Regions from separate parts of the Sus scrofa genome. Here all the other regions are linked to region 1. A link is a contact called in public HiChIP or PLAC-seq data. All regions are on one chromosome and are shown on one strand. Each heading gives the region's core, a stretch centred on a gene start, on an enhancer-like site or on the middle of the called end of the contact. The rest is flanking DNA. Distances are from core to core; before and after follow the strand shown. Region 1 overlaps COLEC12 (collectin-12). Region 2 has its middle 8.4 kb from the start of CETN1. Region 3 overlaps LOC110261178 (a long non-coding RNA gene).

Region 1 (4,963 bases), core at 1,803-4,302:
TCCTTACCCACTGAGCAAGGCCATGGATCAAACCCGCACCCTCATGGATACTAGTCAGATTTGTTTCCACTGAGCCACAATAGGAACTCCATGATTTTTAAAAACATTTGACTGATTACATTAGACCAAGAGATGTTATTAGTTTCCTGTTAGGTTGGGTACAACTACAACTATATAGGGAAAAGTATTCTTGTTTGTCCCAAAGTTTTGTATTGGGGTTTTTATAGTGGCATATTCACTGGCAAAAGAAAGGTACAAGCATGAAGTAGAACAGGCACCACTGAGGTTGGTCCAGGTGTGTGGACAGTGTGCACCTATGTCCATCCCCATGGATGCCCTGAACTGCAGTCTGTAATTGGCAGAGCACTGTGTCTGCTTTGCTCACCTTATCTACCCACGTCATACAGTGGGGCAAACTCTTCCAAGTGGATGCTGAGTGATTAAGTGTGGTGTTTACCTAATTTTTTTCTTATAAAATAGTGCCCAAAGGTGATCCCTGGCAAAATTCCTCGGTCATGTCATTGGAGGAAAAGCTTCCTTAGCACAGCCTTCTGTGGAGATGTGCAGTATGCATAGCATTTTCAAGTATGCAGAGCCCTTTAAAGGGAAGCCCTGCTGTAGGGACCCTGATTAATGTGGTCTAACCCAGCATTTCCCCGAATCACCTATAATTGTGAGTCAGGTATCTGATATGTACAATTGAGATGATAAAATCTACAGTATGTAACTCAAAGACATTTTGAAAGACTCCAATACATTAACATATATGAAAATGCTTTTGCTTTTTTTTTTTTTTTTAAGGGCTGCACCCACAGCATATGGAGGTTCCCAGGCTAGGGTTCCCGGCTAGGGCTGGCCTACACCACAGCCACAGCAATGCCAGATCCGAACAGCATCTGCGACCCACAACACAGCTCACGGCAATGCCAGATCCTTAACCCACTGAGCGAGGCCAAGGATTGAACCCGCAACCTCATGGTTCCCGGTAGGATTCGTTTCCGCTGTGCTACAATGGGAACTCCGTGAAAATGCTTTTATATAAAACTTTATGTAGGAGTTCCCACTGTGACACAGTGGGTTAAGAATCCAACTGCAGTGGCTGGGGTCACTGCGGAGGCACAGGTTTGATCCCTGGCCTGGCACATTGGGTTAAAGGATCCGGTGCTGCTGCAGCTGTAGCGTATGTCACAGCAGTGGCTTGGATTCAATCCCTGGTCTATATGCTGCAGGTGCAGCCATTAAAAAAAAAGAAAAAAAAAGCTTTTATTGGGTGCAGCCATTAAAACAAAAAGAAAACTTTATGCAGATGTAAGATTTTAGTCCTGTTTCCTAATTACCACTGCATGTGCTGTTCTCCAGATGGACAGTATGTGAAATGTATCTCAATAAGATTGTTAGGTAGATAGATAGATAGATAGATAGATAGATAGATAGATAGATAGATAGCTGGCTAGCTAGCTAGCTAGATAGGCAGGCAGGCAGACAGACAGACAGACATAAAATTAGGGAAATGGAAAAAGGAAGACCATGCTTCTGGAGACCATGAGGTTTAGAATATTTGAATTGTGACTATTAGTGTGATTCTCTCTTCCCCTTTCTGGGTTTTCTTTCCCTTGCAGCCTAGATACCTCTTTCCATTCATTGGTTCATTTATTCATTCTTCTATTTATCCAACAAATGCATATTAAGGACAGAAGATAATGTACCCTTTTGGCTGGCATAGGTATACGGACGGTGAATGTGAAGAAAACAAAAAATCTTTTATGTTGTTCATCGTTCTGAGGAAAAGGTAGACATGGAAACCACTAAAGAAGTGTGTACAGAGAATGCTGGGAAGCAGGTGATGTCTCAGAGCAGGGACAATGTCAGAGGAAGGAAGAGGGGTGTGAGCTGAGTCTTGACAAAGTTTCCAGGAGAGACAAGTCATGTTAACGGCAGCCAGTTCCTATGCAAAATCATTACTTCTGCTTCCTTTATTTATGATTCCTTCCTGCCAGGTGTACCTGTCTCCCCGTGATCATGGCCTTGGCCCCTCACTCAGGTCTTCTTTCTTCCATGACTATTCAGACAGATCCAGTGAAAGTTTGAAAATGTGAAGTGGTTGGGGCTTTATTGAATGAGAACTTTTGATCGTCCATTGTGTGCCTTCTTTTTCCATAAAGTGCAGCTAAATTTGACGTATAAATTTTCAAAGTATTGGCAGTAAAATGACAGCTATTCACTTAAGATTTGAATACAGTTAAAAATAATAAATAGTTGGCAGAAATATAGAGTATATTAAAATTTGGAAATGAATTTCCACTCCATGATATAGTACCACTTTATATTTGAGGCCAAGTGATCAGCTTAGAAGAAAAGAGTTGGGGAAAGTAAATGATTCATTCATCTCTTAGCCCGGGTTGTGTTAGCAGGAGGTCTGAGCGGGCACTACAACTTTATACCGTCTGCAGTCGCTCATGTCTGCCTTTTTATATCCAATAGCATCTCCATGGCCAAATTACTTCCTTTGTTACATTTATTTAAGAACATAGCTTTTACCTTATAATCTAGCACATATATCATTCTTACCCTTTTCATAATTTTTTAAAAAGTTAAACTCCAAATATATCCAAGAGTTCAAAGCTGAGTTATAATCAACTATATACATGTAATGTAGGTATATAGACTGTAAATTTCTACAACGTGCATTTCTTCAAAAATATGTGTGCTATGGGATGACAGCCCAAAGCTTTAAATTCTACTTTCCGTTGTCTATATCATTAGTTGCCAGAGACATAACAGTCCATTCAATAAATTAATAGATGCAGAAGAGCCTAGAAATGTGTCTAGTACTTGGCAAGGGCTCAGTAAGTGCAAACTATTGTCGTGGTTATTATTTCTCCAAAGACTTTTTAACTCAAATACTGTCACATGCAGTATCACCATCTGGGTTGACTCAAGCCACTTATCCCAGTCAGAATAAAACTTTTAGCCTCGGAGTCATTTCCTGTCCTTTCTAATTGTACTTAGGAACATACGAAAGAGAAATAACTCAACCAGCTATCAGCTCAGCAGACGATTGCAAGTTCTCTATTCTGTGTGTGCGCTCATACCACCAGCGTGGTGAAGACCAGCTTGAGCGTCTGAGAGGAAAGAGACTACGGAAATGGACTTAAGAGAGAAAAAAAGAAAGTCTAGTTTAAGTGGAGAGTCATGGGACAGGTCAACATGGGCAGGGGAAGGAATTTCAGAGAAACAAAAATGTTGCACAGGTGGCCACCCCGAAGCTAATTTAGCTTGGATCATCTCTGATGTCTTCCAGCTGTGAACATGTGCACCGTGGCCCAGTGGCCCAGATGTTCCCCCTCGGTCTTTATGTTGCGTAGCCCATAAAATTAGAACAGGATTGGAATTTAATTCTAGGCCTTTCACGGTCCTATCATCAATATTTAATGGAGCTGTTCTCTGAAAATAAACAGTCCTGGTAAGAAAGGGCCTGGTTTGGGTCGAGACAGGAAGCTATACCCTGTGATTCCTCCTCAGTGACTATTTTCTCCCTCCTCCACTGCCTCTCTCTCTCTCACCTCTGCTTTTATTCTCCTCATGGAATTGCATCTCATCTTAGAAGCTCCTGGGTCATATACATGTGTGGTTATTTAAGGTTATGAGCTAGAAATCATCTGAAGACCACATGTATTGTGCTACTGATCTTTCTAGGGCAAAATCAATTATTTGTAGATAGTTACTAAACATGTGCTAGATATTTCAACATCGGTGACTCTATCAGCCATGTAAGGGAATACAAATAAAATATGAGGAGTTCCTGCTGTGGTGCAGTGGGATCGGTGGCTTCTTGGGAACATTGGGGCTCAGGTTCGAAACCTGGCCTGGCACAGTGGAGTCTAATCCCTGGCCCAGGAACTCCATATGCTGCAGGGAAGCCAAAAAAAAAAAAAAAAAAAAAAAAAAGAGAGAGAGAGAGAGAAAGAAACATGGTCCTTGGCCTCAAGAACCTTGCAGTCTGGTTGAGGGGGAAAAGTGAGCACACGTAAGATCATCACAGAATAATACAAAACACTCCCACAGGAGTTCCCGTCATAGCTCAGTGGTTAACGAATCTGACTGGGAACCATGAGGTTGCGGGTTCGATCCCTGGCCTCGCTTAGTGGGTTAAGGATCCGGCATTGCTGTGAGCTGTGGTGTAGGTTGCAGACGCGGCTTGGGTCCTGCATTGCTGTGGCTCTGGCGTAGGCCAGCAGCTACAGCTCCGATTAGACTCCTAGCCTGGGAACCTCCATATGCCACAGGAGCAGCCCTAGAAAAGGCAAAAACAACAACAACAACAAAAAAAAACCAAAAAAACAAAAAACCAAAAAACAAAAACTCTCCCACAGCCGTTTAGAGGAAAACAACATGCCTGCTCTGATACCTGCCTCTGGTTGTGACTTTTGGTTCAGGTGACTCCCAGGTTGGCTGAAATGAAAGGCCTGAGAATCCCTGTTGAACACAGAAGAGATCTTTGTGATGTCTAGACCCAAACTGCATTTACAGTGTAGGACCCCAGACCTAAATTCCTGAAAGCCACCCTTTCTTTCTTCCTTTATTACCTGCAGAATAAATGGATGTCTACATGAGAAAGACCCCTTTCTAGAACTAGTCCCCTGACAGTGCAGGGCTTATTAGAGCAGAATTTCAATCACGAAGTAGGGCTCTTTCATGCAGTCGAATAACGTGACCAAGAGCAATGTTATGACAGAGAGTTGATGGCTAACTGGAGGAATAGTCTGGCTGACATACTATGAACATTAGTCACGGATTCTGACTTAAATTCTCTCCAGAGACAACACAGACACATGGAAGGCCAAAGGGGAAAGGTGAACAGTTATTAAGAATATCTGACTGCCAGAAACACAGTCACAGTCTTTTGAGGACATTTGCTATGAGTAGGAGATGAAGAGTCTAGATTTCAGTCCAAATTTCTGTT
Region 2 (4,963 bases), core at 661-3,160, 150 kb before region 1:
AATCATCATTTAAATAATAGATATGCTAAGGACACCAATCAAAAAAGTGGACATTATGAAAGAACAGATGTGTATGTAAGCAGAGAGATGGAAATTCTCTCCGAAAAGAGTCAAAAGGAAATGCTAGAAATCAAAAAGACTGAAATAGAAATGAAGAATATCTTTTTGGGGGGCTCATTAGTAGACTGGACTTAGCCAAGGAAAGAATCAATGAGCTGGAAGACACGGCAATAGAAATTTCTAGAACTGAAACCTGAAGAAAAGAAAGAATGAAAAAGACAGAACAGAATGTATAAGAACTGTAGGACAATTACAAAAGGAGTAACACAAGGGAATACTAGAAGAAGAGAGGGAGACAAAGGAAAAGAGGAAGTCTTGAAAATAATAATGACTGAGAATTTTCCAAAATTAACGACAGATACAAACCATAGGTCCAGGAATCTCAGACAACACCAAAAATCTCCATGTAATTATCAAACTGTAGACGTGGTGATCCTTTTGCAACATATAGAACTATTGAATCACTATGTTGTGCACATGGGCCAAACACAGCGTTGTAGGTAAATATACTTAAATAAATAAATACAACACCACACTGTGTTACCATAAATAATAAAATAGGGTGCATTTGCAGACCCTTTTAAAAATATCTTTTTGGAGTCCTCCTGTGGCACAGCAGGTTAAGGACCTGGAAATGTCACTGCTGTGACTGAGGTCACTGCTATAGCAGGGGGTTTGATCCCTGGCCTGGGAATTCCCACATGTTGCAGGCATGACTAACCACCCCCAACCTCCATTTTTTTGATTGTTTTTATGATTCTCCTTTATACTTTTAAATATACACATTAGCTGAACACCATGTATTTTATTTTATTATATTTAATTTTATTTGTCTTTTTGTCTTTTTAGGGCCACACCCGCGGCATATGGAAGTTCCCAGGCTAGGGGTCCAATTGGAGCTGTAGCCGCCGGCCTCCACCACAGCAATAAGGGATCTGAGCCGTGTCTGCAGCCTACACCACAGCTCATGGCAATGCCAGATCCTTAACCCACTGAGTGAGGCCAAGTATCAAACCTGTGTCTTAATGGATACTAGTCAGATTCGTTTCTGCTGAGCCAGGATGGGACCTCCCCACCATGGTATTTTAAATGCTTGCTATTTAATTTTAAATTTTCCAAGTATTTCTTAGTATTTAGTTAAACTTAAGTTATGAAACTGTAAAAAATGGCACATGCCAATGATATTACAATTAAAGCCTTTCATTAACAAATTTTTAAAAAACTGCAGAAAATCAAAGACAAAGAGAACTTCCCCAAAGAGGCCAGAGGTGGGGTAGGGGAAACACCTTACTTGTAGGAAAACAAGGATAAGAATTACACTGACTTCTCTTCAGAAACCATGCAAGCAAGAAGAAAGTGGAGTGAAACATTTAAAGTGCTAAAAGTAAAAAACTCTACCTTAGAATTCTGGGTTCAGTGAAATTATCTTTCAAAAGTGAAGGAGAAATAAAGACTTTTTCAGAGAGGCAAAAATTGAGGGAATTAGTAAAGCTATCACCAGGTGACCTGCTATGTAAGAAAGAAATTCTTCAAGAGAGAAAGAAAATGATTTAAGTCAGAGACTCAGAGCTACATAAAGAAGAACATTAGAAACATGTGATTTCACTTCTACGTGGAATCTAAAATACAAAATAAATGAACTCACATGACAAAACAGAAACAGAATCATAGGTACAGACAACAGGTGGTTGCCAGAGGGGATGGGGGGGGGTGAGGTGGGTAGAAGAGGTGAGGGGAACAGAGGTACAAACTTCCAGTTGCAAAATAAATGACTCACAGGGATGTAACATATAGAGTAGGAAATATAGTCACTAGTAACGTAATATTTTTGTGTGGTGACAGTGACTAGATTTACTGTGGCAATCGTTTTGTAATAGAAATTTGAGTCACTGTGTTGTGCTCCAGGAACTAACATAGTGTTATAGGTCAATTATACATTAAAAATGAACAGACACTCATAGAAAAGAGACCAGAAGCACATTAGAGAGGAATAAATGAGGGTAAAATAAAATATTTTATTTTGGGAGTTCCCATTGTGGCCCAGTGGGTTACCAACTGAGTATTCATGAGGATGGGGGTTCAATCCCTGGCCTCGCTCAGTGGGTTAAGGATCTGGCATTGCTGTGAGCTGTGGTATAGGAAGAAGACACGGCTCAGAGCCCACATTGCCACAAGCTATGGCATGGGCCAGCAGCTGTAGTTCTTACTTGACCCCAGCCTGGGAATTTCCATATGCCTCAGGTGTAGCCCTAAAAAGAAAAAAAAATATTTTTCTTTTTCCCAATTGATAGAAAACCTTCTATTTTATTTTATTTTTTGCTTTGTAGGGCTGTACCTGCAGCATATGGAGGTTCCTAGGCTAGGGGTCAAATCGGAGCTACAGCTGTCAGCCTATGCCACAGTCATAGCAACATCAGATCTAAGCCGAGTCTGCAACACACACCAGAGCTCACGGCAATGCCAGATCTTTAACCCATTGAGAGAGGCCAGGGATCAAACCTGCAACCTCATGGTTCCTAGTGGGATTCATTTCTGCTGTGCCACAACAGAAACTCCCTGAATGCCTTTTAAAAGAAACTGACAGGGTGGATGAAAAAGCAATACCCAACTATATGCTATTTATAAGAAACATACTTTAAAGACATAGGTAGGCTAAGAAGTAAAGATATTCCATGTACTTCTACTAATCCAAAAAAAAGCTGAAGTAATAATATTAATTTTAGGCAAGGCAGACTTCAGAGCAACAAAAATTATCTGGGACAAAGAGGGGCATTAACTAATGAGTAAAAATATCAATTCTCCAAGAAGACATAAAAATTCTTAACATGTATGCGCCTAAAAACAGAGCATCCAAAATACAAGGCAAAAAACTGATAAATCTGTATGGAGAAATAAGTGAATTCATTGTTATAATTGGAGACATTAACACGCCTGTATCAGAAACGGACACATCCAGGAGGAGAAGCTCACCGAGGACAGAGTTGAACTCAAAATCACCATCAAGGAGTTCCCATTGTGGCAAAGAGGAAACCAATCTGACTCGTAACCACAAGGTTGAGGGTTCGATCCCTGGCCTTGCTCAGTGGGTTAAAGATCTGGCATTGCTGTGAGCTGTGGGGTAGTTCGCAGACATGGTTCCGATCTGGGGTGGCTGTGGCTGTGGCATAGGCTGGCAGTTGTAGCTCCGATTTGACCCCTAGCCTGGGAATCTCCATATGCCACAAATGTGGCCCTAAAAAGAAAGAAAAAAATCACCATCAATCTGCTGGTTATAACTGACATCTGTAGACAAGCTTATCTGAGAAGAGCAGATTACACATTCTACTCAAACTCACACCAATCTTTCACCAAGATGGACCATACCATGGAGCATAAAACACACCTTGACGCATTGAAAAAAGCAGATCTCAAAAACAGATGCTCTCGGACCATGGAGAATTGATTAGAAAAGATAGAAAAATAGCAGGAAAATTACAAACTGTTTGAGATTAAATAATAATATTGCATGGGTCAAAGAAGTGTCAAGAGAAATTAAAACATATTTGGAATGAAAATAAGAATGCAGAAGGACACAGTGAAAAGTGGAGGGAAATTAGTAGCACTGAATGCATATGTTAGAAAAGAAGAAAGACCTAAAACTGATAATCTGCCACCTTGGTAAACTAGAAAAAGGAGTCGTCTGGCATCATGCACAAGCAAGCCTAGAGGGCACAAGTCAGCTGCTTGATGGGTAATCTGTTATCCATCAGATGGTACCAGACCTGCTCCCTCAGCTCATACCTATGACCACACGGGGGCAGGGGGCCCCTTATGACCAGCTGCTGGAGGAGTAAAAATGCTGAACTTGGTTCAGGATAAGTCAGCTTGGCACAATGGACTATGGATGCATTACACTCAAAGGTAAGCAATCAGAGAGCAAAACCTCCCAATGGGCAAGCCTCCTGATAGAGCAGAATCTAATTTGCATGACCAGAAAAGCAGCTTGGATTTAGAATGTATGTGGACTCTGACAGCAGTGACAATCAAGTTGCTGATTGCTCAGGACACTGGAAAAGGAAACATCAGGGATAAAAGGGTCTGGAAAAAAGGCACATAGATGGATTCTATGACGATGGATAGGAGTATAAGGAATACCTATCACTGTTTCTATAGTAGAAGACACCAAACAACTAAGAAGATAGAATGACTTGGGCAGTTGACATCTGTCTGCTCTGTCATTGCCACCCCAGGCCTGGCACTGTGTGCACCTGAATGGAATAGTCATTGTGCAGAGTCAGAGGCTGTTCGTGGGTTCCATTCACAAAGGGTGATACAGCTACTGCTGCCACTGAATGCAGAGCAGCACTGTGTCCCAAGGAGCCTCCTGGTGTCAGGGAATCTAACTGGATCGCTTTGACCCTGGAAAGACCAGTGACTCATCTCGCCTGGTCTGGACCCATGTTTCGGTCATGGGTTTGCCTTCCTTGCCTGTGGAGTTTGAGCCACCACCATAGCTGAATATTTATTCTACCCGTAGAGGATCCCACATAGTATTACAGGGGACCAAAGGACCCACTTTACAGGAAAGGTGGTGCAACGGTGGGAAGACAGGCATAGAAGCTGCTGGTTCTATCACACACAGAAACTTTCAACCTGCTGGAGTGATGGAAAAGCTTGCTGGAGATGCCCCTGAGGGGCCAGTCTGGACATGACAACCAGTGGGGTCAAGTCACTCTAAATCAATGACATTATATGGTATGGGATCACACGAATCCAGCACTCCAAGGTGGAAGGATTTCATACCACAACTCATAGTCATTAACTCTTCAATTTGTGCTTCCCATCCCCACAACTCTGGACTCTGGATATGGAGAGAGCTTGGCTCCTAGAGGGGGAATCCTCCCCTCAGGGGGCACAATGGGAG
Region 3 (4,963 bases), core at 1,743-4,242, 140 kb after region 1:
TACCACATTGAATGCTATTGCTATAGAGAAATGAAAAACCACAATTCGGTTTGGGCCAATCCTGGCTCACAAATGGTGTTCCAGCCAGCTGAGAGATTGGCATTCCTAGGAGAATAGAAAAGTTAAGAAATCTGCAAGAGGTCTGCCTTGTGTTGATTTTTCCAGGGACTTAGAAGTTGCTGGACGCTTTAAAGTATTGAGTGACTAATTTCCCTTTTTTCTAAAATCTCACATGGTAAGCATTTATTTCTCGAAAACGTGCCAAAAGAATGACTTTTTTTTCAGAGTTGGAATATTATTTTAAAATGTAAAATGAAGTTCTAATAGCAAATGTTATCAGGGTAGGCACTTGAATCTATCTGCAGCAACCTAAGAAGTACTGCCCTCTCTGGTTTCAGGTTTGGGAAGTTTAAGAGCGAAAGAGAGAGAGAAAAAAACTCCCAAATGTTTTTGAAGTGCTTATTTTTCTCTAGATTCAGGCTTGCTTATTGGATGAGAACAGTCAACCCAGGACAGTTGGCAACTCCAGGTAAAAATGTGCCTGTGATTTGTTTTTAGTTGTGTTATTATACTTTCCAAGCCAAGGCTGCAGGTTGGCAGTGCCCTGGAGAAGGGAGAGAACCAGACAGCACCCACACTTGCCATTAGGGAGGCCTCCAGACAGAGCCTGGAGCAAGGCCGAACTGGAACTGACCCAAGCCAGGTCTTCCTGTGCTGCCCAGAATCAGAGCAGCACCCTCAGAATCCATCTTTGCTTGAGCCCACTCTGGATAGGCCAGTCTAGGGCCCAGATATAGATTTGTTAAATGTGTGTTTGTTTGTATCCTAAGAAGTGTCTCTGTCAAATCCATAAGTTAGGTTGGAGGATGGTGATAAAATCCTGTAGGGGAGTTGCAACTGTGGTGCAACAGGATTAGCACCATCTCCAGAGCCCAAGGATGCAGGTTTGATCCCCGGTCTGGCACACAGGATTAAAGGGTCTGACATTGCCGCAGCTGCAGGGCGGGCCACAGCTGTGGCTGGGATCTGATCCCCGGCCTCCATAAGACACGTGGCAGCGAAAAAAAAAAAAGAAAAAGAAAAAAATGTTATGGGAACTACTACCTGGCTTTGCCGCTTAGTGAAGGTGTAGGCCTTTCATTCTAGAAAGATTGAAAGTAAGGTATTTTGTCTCAAGAAGTAGATATACAGTTAACCTGGAATTTTTGAGTGTTTTCTGCATTAACAAGTCTCAAAAAACAAATGCCAGAGAGGGTATGGAGAAAAGGGTACCTTCCTTCTCTGTTAGTGAAAATGTAAATTGGTACAACCACTATGGAAAACAATATGGAGGTTCCTCAGAAAACTAAATATAGAACTACCATATGATCCAGCGATCCCACCCCTGAGCATATATCCAGACAAAACTTTCATTCAAAAAGATACATGCATCCCTATGTTCATTGCAGTACTAATTCACAATAGCCAAGACATGGAAACAACCTAAATGTCCATTGACAGACAAATGGATTAAGATGTGGTACATATACGCAATGCAATACAACTCACCCATAAAAAAGAACAAATTAATCTGATTTGCAGCAACATGGATGGAACTAAGACTCTCATACTAAGTGAAGTAAGAAAGAGAAAGACAGGAGTTCCCGTTGTGGCGCAGTGGTTAACAAATCCGACTAGGAACCATGAGGTTTCGGTTTGATCCCTGGCCCTGCTCAGTGGATTAACGATCCAGTGTTACCATGAGCTGCGGTGTAGGTCGCAGACACAGCTTGGATCTGGCGTTGCTGTGGCTCTGGCACAGGCCGGGGGCTACAGCTCCGATTAGACCCCTAGCCTGGGAACCTCCATATGCCGCAAGAGTGGCCCAAGAAAATGGCAAAAAGACAAGACAAAACAAAAAAGAAAAGAAAAGAAAAAAGAAAGAGAAAGACAAATACCACATGATATCACTTATATGTGGAATCTAAAATATGACACAAATGATCCTATCTACAAAATAGAAACAGACTCTCAGACATAGAGAACAGACTTGTGGTTGCTGGAGGGGAAGTGGGGGGAGGAAGTGGGATGGACTCCGGGTTTGGGGTTGGTAGATGCAAACTATTACATTTAGAATGGATGAGCAATGAAGTCTTGCTGTATAGTACAGGAAACTATAACCAGTCTACTGGGACAGACCGTGATGGAAGATAACATGAGAAAAAGAATGCATATATATATATATGTATGTATGACTGGATCACTATGCTGTACAGCAGAAACTGACACAACACTGTAAATCAACTCCACTCTAAAAAAAAGAAAACAAAAATAAAAATAATTATTTTCCAAAAATAACAATAAAACCTTGCATTAAATGAAACTGGTTAAGTGCCTTGTGTACTATGAAATTCCTTTGATGAGTGAGTCACATTATTTATGGACTGTTGGAAGACCAACCTTTTATTGTACAAATTGCCAACTGATCATTTGGAAAGGAACCAAAGAGTCAGGAAGAGCTCCTTCTCACAGTAATGCAGAAAGACACACAAAGCATGACCCAGATATCGAAAGGGGCCGGCACTGCTAGCAGAAGCCATTCATGATTGAGTGAGGACACTGCTGCCTGGAATCTCTAATAACAAAGAAAACATGGAGGAAAAGGTGGAGAGAAACACTGCCCAGGGTGAAATACAATGGGGAGACCAGAAGGATCAGGGAGGGGTCTGGCTTCAGTGAACAAACAAGATGTAAAAGGATCCCATTTTTCTAGTCTCCCAAAAATCTGAATCCAACTAGACAACATATTTGATTGCAAGTATTTATCTTTTCCATGCATTCCATCTCAGTTAGAATGAAGAGAAGAGGATATTAATTTGGATAACACTAGCTGCTATAACAAACAGCCCCTCAAAAAAGTATAAATGGCTCAAAGACCACAGAAATTTCCTTCCCACAATTCAGTGTGAGGGAGATACTGTTTGGCAGCTCTCTCTTACGTGGCCATTCAGGAACCCAGGCTCCATCCATTTTTTGACTGTGTCATTTCCTAGGGCTTTGTCATCTTCTGCTCAAGACACTAAAAGGGGAACAAGTATGAAAAGGGCACTTAAGAACCCTGCCTCCCAGAAAAAGAATGTGTGTGTACATACATACACACACACACACACACACCCCTACAACTGGGTCACTTTGCTGTACAGCAGAAATTGACAGAACTTTATCAATCAACTATAATTTTTAAAAAAATGTTTTTCAAACCCTGCCTCTTGGAGTTTCTGTCGTGGCTCAGTGGTTAACGAATCCAACTAGGAACCACGAGGTTGCAGGTTTGATCCCTGGCCTTGCTCAGTGGGTTGAGGATCAGGCGTTGCCATGAGCTGTGGGTAGGTCACAGACCTATCCTGATTTGCTGTGGCTGTGATGGAGGCCGGCAGCTTAGACCCCTAGCCTGGGAACTTCCACATGCTGAGGGTGTGGCCCTAGAAAAAGGTAAAAAGACAAAAAAAATAAATAAATAATAAAAAAATAAAACAATAAAACACTGCCTCTTAAAATTCTGCCTCTTGGAGTTCCCTTCATGGCTTAAGCGGTTAACGAACCCAACTAGTATCCATGAGGATGTGAGTTTGATCCCTGGCCTCGCTCAAAGGGTTAAGGATCCGGTGTTGCCGGGAGCTGTGGTGTAAGTCAAGCACTTGGCTCTGATTTGGTGTTGCTGTGGCTGAGGTGTAGGCTGGCAGCCATAGCTCCAATTCAATCCCTAGCCTGGGAACTTCCATATGCTGAGGGTGTAGCCCTTAAAAAAAAAAAAAAAAAAAGGCAAAAAAACCTCTGCCTCTTGGGAGTTCCCTCATGGTTCAGCAGGTTAAGGATTCAGCCTTGTCACTGCTGTGGTTCTGGTTATAGCTATGATGCAGGTTTGATCGCTGGCCAAGGAATGTCAGCACGTGGCAGGTGTGGCCAAAAACAAACAATGAACAAATGAAAATAACACCCTGCCTCTTAAAAACCCTAGCTTGAGAACGACATCACAAATCATTGCCTAGAACTTCGCCGCAAGGGTGCAAAGAAATGTAGTCTAGCTGAATGCCCAAAGAAAAAGAAGAAATGGATTTCTTGGTCAATGTCCAACCAGCTGCTTAGAAAAAAATGAATGCTTTATTCATTTCTGCATGAATGCCTTCTGCTGTGCATTACATGTTAGTGGTAAGTAAACATTAGTAAAACGGAGTGTTTGAGTAACTACTGAGATCACAGTAGTAATAATTATTAACTTACTAAGAGCTAGTAATGTGTGCATTCCTAAATTATTTATACATGTTATCTTATTTAGTCCTTGAAGTTTTGTGTACTTTTAAAGATGAGAAAACGGGCACGGAGAGACACATTGAAAGTCACATAGCTGGAGAGTGGCAAGCTTGAATTTGAATCCAGATTCCTCATTCCTATCCACTATGCCTTGCTTTCTCCCAGAGTGTAACTTTTAACCATAACTTTTACTTGTGCATATAGCAACTAGCTTTTAGAATACTGTCACCTGAAATTTAATATGACGTGTCTCGAGTGGATATAAATGGATGGGGTCAGTGTGACAATTTTTAAGTCTGGAGCTTCCATTGTAATGATAACCTTTTTTATGGAGTTCCCATAGTAGCTCAGTGGAAACAAATCCAACTAATAACCATGAGGTCGCTGGTTCGATCCCTGGCCTCAGTCCGTGGGTTGAGGATGCGGCGTTGCTGTGAGCTGTGGTGTGGGTCGCAGACACAGCTTGGATCTGGCTTGGCTGTGGCTGTGGTGTAGCCCGGCAGCTGTAGCTCCGATTCAACCCGTGGCCTGGGAACCTCCATATGCCTCGGGAGAGGCCCTAAAAAGACAAAAATAAATAAATAATAAAAATTAAAAAATACCATGGAGGGTAAGAATCTCAATCTGTGAATTTACACATGGAAAAATATATTTCTTAATTCTCTATTATTAA

The links. HiChIP or PLAC-seq counts read pairs in DNA pulled down with a chosen protein or histone mark.
Region 2: an H3K27ac HiChIP or PLAC-seq map of alveolar macrophages shows a contact between it and region 1. The contact joins two enhancer-like sites. A contact is called at or near these places in 1 of 47 Hi-C or Micro-C datasets (embryonic fibroblasts) and 1 of 2 datasets of contacts at active chromatin or transcription factors (alveolar macrophages).
Region 3: an H3K27ac HiChIP or PLAC-seq map of alveolar macrophages shows a contact between it and region 1. The contact joins two enhancer-like sites. A contact is called at or near these places in 2 of 2 datasets of contacts at active chromatin or transcription factors (alveolar macrophages and skeletal muscle).

The regions. Positions count from the first base shown.
Region 1 is chr6:105,875,264-105,880,226 of Sscrofa11.1, forward strand. All of the region lies in intron 2 of COLEC12 (collectin-12), which reads left to right. Among named protein-coding and RNA genes, the nearest start is that of COLEC12, 70 kb to the left of the region's middle. Within about 2 kb of position 3,053, at least 5 of the 83 cell types and tissues checked have an H3K27ac peak or open chromatin away from gene starts, as enhancers often do. A contact at or near this core is called in alveolar macrophages, where this site is marked.
Region 2 is chr6:105,731,296-105,736,258 of Sscrofa11.1, forward strand. No RefSeq gene overlaps it. Among named protein-coding and RNA genes, the nearest start is that of CETN1, 8.4 kb to the right of the region's middle. Within about 2 kb of position 1,911, at least 1 of the 83 cell types and tissues checked has an H3K27ac peak or open chromatin away from gene starts, as enhancers often do. A contact at or near this core is called in alveolar macrophages, where this site is marked.
Region 3 is chr6:106,016,884-106,021,846 of Sscrofa11.1, forward strand. The region is part of intron 1 of LOC110261178 (a long non-coding RNA gene); the gene reads right to left. Among named protein-coding and RNA genes, the nearest start is that of THOC1, 20 kb to the right of the region's middle. Within about 2 kb of position 2,993, at least 7 of the 83 cell types and tissues checked have an H3K27ac peak or open chromatin away from gene starts, as enhancers often do. A contact at or near this core is called in alveolar macrophages, where this site is marked.